2 separate regions of the Mus musculus genome follow, and region 1 is linked to region 2. The links are chromatin contacts, called in public HiChIP or PLAC-seq maps. All regions are on one chromosome and are shown on one strand. The core of a region is the stretch at or near the end of the contact, and the rest is flanking DNA. Distances in the headings are between cores, read along the strand shown. Region 1 holds the start of Rab12 (RAB12, member RAS oncogene family). Region 2 overlaps Mtcl1 (microtubule crosslinking factor 1).

Region 1 (3,818 bases), core at 438-2,937, 170 kb before region 2:
TCTTTTGATAATTCCCCACTTTGTGAAATACAAACCCTTGTTTTCCATGGTTGTGCTGTCTCCCGATCTCTCGGACCTCCCTAGAGTTTCTTCTTCAGCTTCTACCTTTTCTACAGGGGAGCCCCTGGGTTCTGTTCTCACTCTTCTGGATCAGGCTTTTTCCATGTGAGCTAAAGTACTATCAACTGGAGGCCCTTTGGCATGATGGGGGAATAATTGTAAGGCAGGATATGAGAGCACCCCTTTTATTACACAGTCTGGGGCTTAAGAACGAGCACAAAGTCAGCCACCTTTCTTTATATAGTTATCTGTGATGACTTTGTTCACATTCATTCATTCATTCGTCCCTGTAATACTGGCTTTCTGGTATGTGCCAAAGTGCTGAAGCATCCTGGAGTAACCTTGATAATTGGCTTAAAGACGCAAACAAGCATGGAACCCGAGTCCTGTGGATTTCTTTCCAAACTCCCCCATTTAAGACATCCACTATTCTGGTACATTATAGACCTGCCTATGGGGGAAGAGATACTATTTTGGATGCCAGGGTCTTTAACCTTACAAGTTATGCAGAGTCACCTGCCTACTAGGAACAGTTGAATACCTTGCATTTATATCATCCTTTGGAGTCTGCAACAGGGTGTATGGCTTATTGTTTTGTTGTTCTTTTGTATTGACGTTTTTGCAACAGTGATAGATGAAAAGAGTCTTTTCATTCATTCCCATGTGAGCCTCTAGGTTCCATCCCCAGTACCGCCAAGAAAAAAAGAACGATAATTTAGAATAGGCTATAACATTTTTAAAAATCCAATTGGGATTACTTTTGCAAAATAATGTGATTTCTTCAACTGTGCATCCATGGCAAAACAAACGCATGCGCTATGTATTAGTAAACTTAGCTCTAAATACGGCTGAAATTTGGTGAGTAATGTGATCATTCTTCGCAAGCATGCCAGCTCCTATCATGTTTAGAACCCTGTGTTCCGAGGTGCTCAAGTTCACGCAAAGGAATTTGCTAAATAAATCCCTGGCAAGCTTCTGTAGCCGTAAATACTTTCAAGTAGAAATGGCAAAATAACACACCCAAGTCAGTACCTAAACCTTCGGAGTTTAGGTCGCTTGTCATCTGAGTTTTTACCTGCTGGCTTCCCCTAAGGTGCATGTCACTCACTGAATTTTACGAACTGTAAGTCTGAGGAAGACTTTTAAGATCCATTTAAGATAGCTGATTCCTCGGGGCCCCACAGGAAAAGTGCACGCAGAGGTGCGGCCCTGCCAGGGTACGTGGGCTTCCTCCAAAGTGGCGTTCACACCCTAACCCCGCGTGGGCCAGACCGAGACCCCCAGCACCCAAACACCCTAAATTCTGGAAGATGATCACAGGCTATATGCACTTTGAGACACGTTTGGGACGGGCTGCTAAAAAGAAGTGTGTGGTTCTTGGGAACGGTGCACGATGAGGATAAACCACGAGTGAAAGTGCGCCGAGTGGGGAGGGCCGAGGGAACAGGGGTGACGGAGAGCGACCCACACATAACATACACCCCACGGAGCGGAGCGCACGGCTCGGTCCTCCGACCGACAGGGGGCGGGCTCCAGTCCCGCGTGGCGCCGCGCCTGCGCTTCCTGCCCCTCCCGGTCCGGGATGCTGCTACCGCTGCTGCGGAGAAGCTGCTTCCCTTCCTCTACTCCCGGCGGCGGCGGCGGCGGCGGTAGCGCGGAGCGGGTGGAGGGTGCGCGGGGGCCCGGGGCGCGCGGACGGCGGCCCGAGCGCGAGCCGTATGCGTGCATGGATCCCAGCGCCGCGCTGCACCGGCGGCCCGCGGGCGGCAGCCTGGGCGCGGTCTCCCCGGCGCTGTCGGGCGGCCAGGCCCGCCGGAGGAAGCAGCCCCCCAGGCCGGCCGACTTCAAGCTGCAGGTCATCATCATCGGCTCCCGCGGCGTGGGCAAGACCAGCCTGATGGAGCGCTTCACCGACGACACGTTCTGCGAGGCCTGCAAGTCCACCGTGGGTACGCCGGGCCTGTGGCGGGTGGGCCTGGGGGAGGTCGGGGCCCGGTCCCTGTCCCCATGGAAGCTCTGACCCTCTCCCAGGGCCTCAACGAATCATCCTACGGATGCCCGGGCATACCCGCCGTGGGCACATCTGGCATCCGAGCCGCGCACAGCCCAGGTCTCCGTGGAAGCCCGACCCTCTCTTGTGGCCAGACCGAGCTTTTCCGTGGCCTTTCCGCGGGTGTCGGACCCCCGAAGCCCAAACATTCCCTCCCGGAGCCTTCACCAGTCATGAGGTCCGGGTGATGCATCCGCGGAAACTCCCGGTCCGTTACTCCTGCTCACCCAGGAAAACGGCTTTGTGAACCGAAAGTAGAGCTGAAGGCCACCCACCAGTGCAGTGCCCCGGGGTTACTCACCATCTTAAATGGGTCCGGACCTCGCAGCTTTGCAGGCTGGAGGGATGGACCAAGGTTTGCTTTCTCATTTTCTGTCTATTTTCGTGGTTTACAGAAAAGAAGTTTGTTGCAGAGACAGTTCGCGCTAAAGCTACACTCGGGTTTCTTTCTTGTTCTGTGCACAAATGTAGGGCAAAGGGATTTCAGCTGTGTTTATCCTTGACCTCAAATAACCGGGTGGATAGGCGGGCAAAGTAAGGGCGATTTCCCGGCACCCACCCGAGGTCGGTGAATTACCGGGAAATCCATAGGTAACGCTCCTGTTACCTTCCTCGGGATCTGGGTTTGAAACTGCAAGGGAATGTTTTTAGTGACACTGGATTGACAGGGCTTGACATAGAGGTTTGTTGGGGTTATGGGAAACAGTTGTGACCATGGAAAAGCTACCTGGAAAACTCTCATTTGGGGTGGCTTATAGAAAAAGGGGGTGAGCAGGAGGGACTGGACAGAGTGACAAAAAATCTAGCGTTCTCCCTGAATCCTAGCCCCAAGGAGAGGAAGGTGGATCTCTGATTTCGAGGCCAGCCTGGTCTGTCTACACAGTGAGTTCCAGGACAGCCAGGGCTATGCAGAGAGACCCTGTCTCAAAACAAACAAAATCTCAGCTTGGAGGTTTGAAAAGCTAAACACTGGTGCACATATTTTCCGTTGTAACCATTGATGGTTCCCGTTTTGAGATGAGAATTCTGTAGAGAATTTCAGGGACTCTCTTTAGGTCGTAATTGGTAAGTTGCCGGGTAACAAAACTACCACGGTTCTAAGTACTTAGACCGGAAAATTAAACCTCCAGTTTTCACACTGACTTAAATTTCCTTTTTGATTATGCCCCTTCATGCCTTTTTTTTTTTTTTTTTAACAGACCATTTTGGAAATATTTATGCTCCTTCTACCCTGTTTGTTTTTTAAATGTTTGTCTTGGGGATGTGTTATTAGAACTCAGTAACGTAATTATACCCACTGCAAATATCCAATCTTGGATCCTAAGAGTATACAGGGAGTTATTAACCAGGAAATGAGGCTTATATTGTTTTGTTTGTTTCTGACATAAGTGCAGTAGGCTTGAATGCAGTTGAGAATTACCAGTCGTTTATGGCCCCACACTTACATATGCAGAAATGAAAGCTAATGGTTATATTTAATATAGAAGGGAAATAGGACTGCAGCACTCGGAAGGCTCGAGGTGACGGACTGGGGTGGGGAGAGCTGGCCTTTATGACAGCACACCCACATTCTAGGAAGTTTTCCTAGGGCTCATAGAAGTGGATCCGTGGAGAGCTGGCCTGTCCTCCTGAGAAAGATGGGCCTACTCAGTAAGCTTTCCCCTTGTTGACAAAATGAAACTAGCTTGAGACATCATGGAATTACATA
Region 2 (4,155 bases), core at 12-2,511:
GCAGGACAGAGGAGGGCCTTCATCTCATGGTGGACAGGAAGCACACAGAGCAGTCGAGAAGAAGGACAGGACAAGGCCACGGCCCCACGGACCTGCTTCATCCAGCAGGACCCCACCTCTTACCTTCCACCACCTCCCAGTAATACCATCAACTATGAATTTGCCTAGGAATTCATTCATTCATTCATTAGGTCAGAGCCCCAAGGATGTAATTAGTTGAAAGGCCACCGTGGACACTCCCAGGTCAGTATTACGTAATGTAGGTATTTCTCAATCCAGTGAGGTTAGCAATTAAGGTTATTCATTACACCCTAACAGCACACACACCTTTCATTGCAGAGATGGTAGTAGACTTTTCTTTGTATGCATGTGCAGGGGCTGGGGAGTGACCTTTTAAAGGGATTTGGAGATTAAACTTGAAAGGGGAAGTTATTTCAGGTTGCCTTCAGGGAATTTTTCCCCAGAGTACTCTCTTAAGATGGCTACGGAAGCCGCGGAGATGGCTGCAGCCTGAACGGAATTGTTACCATTAGCGAAGTAATTACCAAACCGAGTTAGAAGCCACTGTCTGCTGGTGATTGCTCCTGCTGTGGGTATTGCTGAGCCGTGATTAGATAGGACCAGAACCAAGGGAGTTATCTGGTAGCTCATCATCTTCCGGTAAACAAACTCAGACGGATGTGGGGAGAGCAGAGGGAGTTGCTTTCCCGCAGCCTGAATGATTGCTCTCCGCATTGCGCACGGTTGGTGCAGCTGAAGTAGCTGCAGTAGGCCCGGAGCGATGTGAGAAATTCAGGTTTTCACGTCACACTGAGCGGAGGTTTTAGAATTCCTCAGTGGCTAGATTTCTCAGCCCACAGATAACCTTGCTTCTTTCAATCCATCATTCTTATAAATGCGAAAAGCCTCAAGAGATATCAGTCAGTTAGAAACAGTAACTCGGATAAAGGGGATCATGACTCCATTATAAGTACTCACTCAGCCCGTGCTAATAAGAGGACCTTTTGAAAAGTATGCTCTGCTAAGTATGCTTAGCTACGGCACGGTTCCTATGCTAAAGTTTAATGGAGGTGAATTTGAGTTTAAATTTGCATGGAAATTTTAAATGGGACCCAGGAAGCACTAAGTGACTTAGAAATGACCCAGAACCTTTGACTCAGAAACAGTAGAAAGGGAAGGAGAAAGAGCACTACAGACTGAAGGAGCGGAGGCTGTCCCCGCTGATCACCAGTGAGTCACCTTGCTAATATTTGATATGGCTCCACTTCAAAATTCTCCAAATACTACCAAGAGGAAAGTCACCGCTTCCTGTTTGGTTTGGAAATACAGCCCTGTGAAGGACCTGCCAGATTGTGCCTCGCATCTGTGCTCTGTTGAGTGGGTCTGCCTCAAGGCGGAAATTCGGAGCTAACAGTAGCATGTATTCTTATAAAATAAACACCAATTTATCACACCCAACTTGACTTTTTCTTAGGAGACATGAACAGATGTCTCTGCCCCAGATGGAGTTCTGAATACAGATCAAGGGATAATTCCAACCCAAATCTAGTTTAGCAAACCATTGGGCTTATTTGGGGTACTTACAGGACCATGGATGAGGGATTACTTATAGGAGCCTGGTGGCTAGCAGGAGGGTACCTCACTGAAAAGCCCCACCGCAGCACGTGATTTGTGAGGTCGTACGTACCTATGGTACACAAACTGCAGACAGCTCAGCCAACTGGGGCCTTCTTATTCCCCAACTGTTAGTGTTTATGTAACTTTGGGGGAAGACTCTCAGTGGCTCTTCTCATTCCCTGTGCTTCCTGGACCTTGTGTGTCGCTTGAAGCTTTCTATTCCCTCTGAGAGGCCGTGTTTCATCTCTCAGAAAACAACAGGTAACCCGCAGCAGCCTGGCCCTAGGGGCCTTCATTCCCAGCCACCGCTTTGCAGTGCTCACCTTGGGTGTCCCTGCTCTACCCCAGTGAGGCCATCATGTTCCCTGTCATGGGCCTTTGAGGATCCCCTTGTCTAGTCATTGCTGCTTGTTGATCCTGTCCCAGGCCTCTTCAGCTTTGAAAGTCACACTTGCCATGAATTCGGCGGGCATCTCAGGCTTTTGTTTTTCTTTGGGGAATGAGGAATTTCTAGCAAAGAAAACCTTGGCCAGACACATCTGATGACACTCAGTATCTGAAGTGACCTGGGGCTGAGCTGTCCACCTCACTTTGAGACTATTTTGGGGGGGTGATAACAAGGACCAAGAGCTGAGCTTCATTTCTGTGTCTTAGGTGTTGTAGCGTCCGCCTGGCCGTCCCTCACACCTGTTCTGTAGACCCCAGCATCTGGGCAGGATTTCCCTGTTTATCAGAGGGGCCCATGATGAAAGGATGCTGCACACATAGAGATGCGGCTCTCAGAAATGGATCTAATTTCCATCAAAGTACTCAGCATCTTCAAGGGTTTTGTAATTTCAATGCCCTATTTGAAAATTCATACAGTAGCCATAAGTATTATCTGAAGGAGGACGTCGGCTCAGGTGAGAGCCTACAGAGATCTATGTACAAGTGGAAGCACGCACTGGTTTCATGGCTCCCCCAGTTGCTTGCTGGTTTAATGTCTAGCTGTACATTCCATAGATGAAGCCAATATGTAACTGAATATCCCTCACAGCTCCCACTTGATATCTGACTCCTTGGGAAGCCGTATAACCTTGGCTGTGATAACTTGATATGGACAAAGAAGTGGCACTAAATCCATTTTCCACTTGCAGAACATATGCTTCATGCTTTTCCAGTGTCGTTAAACTCCCGAATAATTTCTACACCGCGTGAGGCGGTGCTTATGACGAACATCTGTCAGAACGTGGCTAGGGTCACTCAGCGTGCCTCATCTATCCTAGCAGAAGAACTCTCATCTCAATTCACTTTTGACTGGGGGGTAGTTAGCGTTTATGTAGTCACACTAGATCTCCCCATAGGGCCCATCAGCTCCCAGGTCTCAGCCACAGAGCGTATCTATTCATGTACTTAGGGAGCTAAGTCAGCTACCTTCAGAACCTGAGCAGCCGGCTCACCCTCTAAAACCTGTTCAAGGGGTGACCTTCTTCTCACCCGATTGTGAGGTGACAGTCTTGAGATTTTGCTGTCCTTAATCATTCGGCATAGAACCTGTTAAATGTTCTGTTTGTATTAACTGTTGTTCTGCCATAGGTTGAAAGTACAATAGGTACTCAGCCCTGGAAAACCCTACCCACTAAAGGACCCATGATACCATTACAGCAGCACGCAGGCATCTCAGCAGCAGGGACTGCCAGCTCTGGCCGCTTTGGCTCATGGCTATTTTTTTTTTTTTTTAATTTTAAGGAAACCTGACACTCAGCAGCCCCAGTGCGAACTACTGCTGGCCGCCCGGGTTTATTTTTGAAGTTCCACTTTACTGAGTTAGAGCGCGTCTGCTCATAGCTCTCCTCTTTAGTCGTCTCCTCACACACACCCTCGGCGCACATTTGCGGCTTCCCAGCTCGATGCTTGCATCTTAATTCTTCGCCCAAAATAACTTGGGAGAGGATCATGTGTTGAAACTCAAACGGCACTGACACGTGCTAGAGGGATGTAATAAAAAGCTTTCCTTTTTATATAAATTTTTTTTTAAGCGGAGCATTTAGCATCATTAAGGGAACTGCGAAGAGATGTGTCGTGAGGGAGGGGGAGAAGAGACAGAGGGAGCTGAGCTCAAACCCGAAGAGATTGGATTATTCCCCAATTTAACAGTGAACTTGCTGTAGGTTGCCATCTAAGGTTTTGCTGCAGGTTGCCCCTTTCTTAGATTAACAATAATGTTCAGAGCTTTCTGAGTGAACACCTCCAAAATGAGAAATAAACTGAGTAGAAGCCCTTGTGTCCTGTAGACCTTCCTCCTTGATGGATCACAAGCCACACTTCTGCAAGCTCATGGAGGTAGGCTCAAATTGGGTTAGCAGAGATGCAGTTTGTAAAGATGCTCTCAAAAACCATCTGTCTGGATTTGAGGGATGTTGCGAGCCGGGATTTTTTTTTTTTTTTTTTTTTTTTTTGAAATTCTTCCACCATCTCAGCACTTGAGAACTGAAAATCTTCAGTTGGCCACTCTTTCGAATGAAGTCCAAATGGATTTCGTTAGAAATTTTACTTATT

Evidence for each region. HiChIP or PLAC-seq counts read pairs in DNA pulled down with a chosen protein or histone mark.
Region 1: a contact with region 2 is called in an HNF4G HiChIP or PLAC-seq map of pancreatic cancer cells. The contact joins the promoter of Rab12 here to the enhancer-like site in region 2. A contact is called at or near these places in 1 of 15 datasets of contacts at CTCF or cohesin (the NIH/3T3 cell line), 1 of 484 Hi-C or Micro-C datasets (nephron progenitors) and 3 of 115 datasets of contacts at active chromatin or transcription factors (embryonic stem cells, large pre-B cells and pancreatic cancer cells).

What each region holds. Positions count from the first base shown.
Region 1 is chr17:66,517,539-66,521,356 of GRCm38.p6, reverse strand. It overlaps Rab12 (RAB12, member RAS oncogene family), which reads left to right and starts at 1,687. Exons shown (of 6, transcript NM_024448.2): 1 at 1,687-2,009. The coding sequence starts at 1,787. Gm41608 (a long non-coding RNA gene) reads right to left here. Exons shown (of 3, transcript XR_876914.3): 1 at 2,412-3,818.
Region 2 is chr17:66,349,572-66,353,726 of GRCm38.p6, reverse strand. The region is part of intron 10 of Mtcl1 (microtubule crosslinking factor 1); the gene reads left to right. Among named protein-coding and RNA genes, the nearest start is that of Mtcl1, 98 kb to the left of the region's middle. Within about 2 kb of position 1,261, at least 88 of the 459 cell types and tissues checked have an H3K27ac peak or open chromatin away from gene starts, as enhancers often do. A contact at or near this core is called in the NIH/3T3 cell line and pancreatic cancer cells, where this site is marked.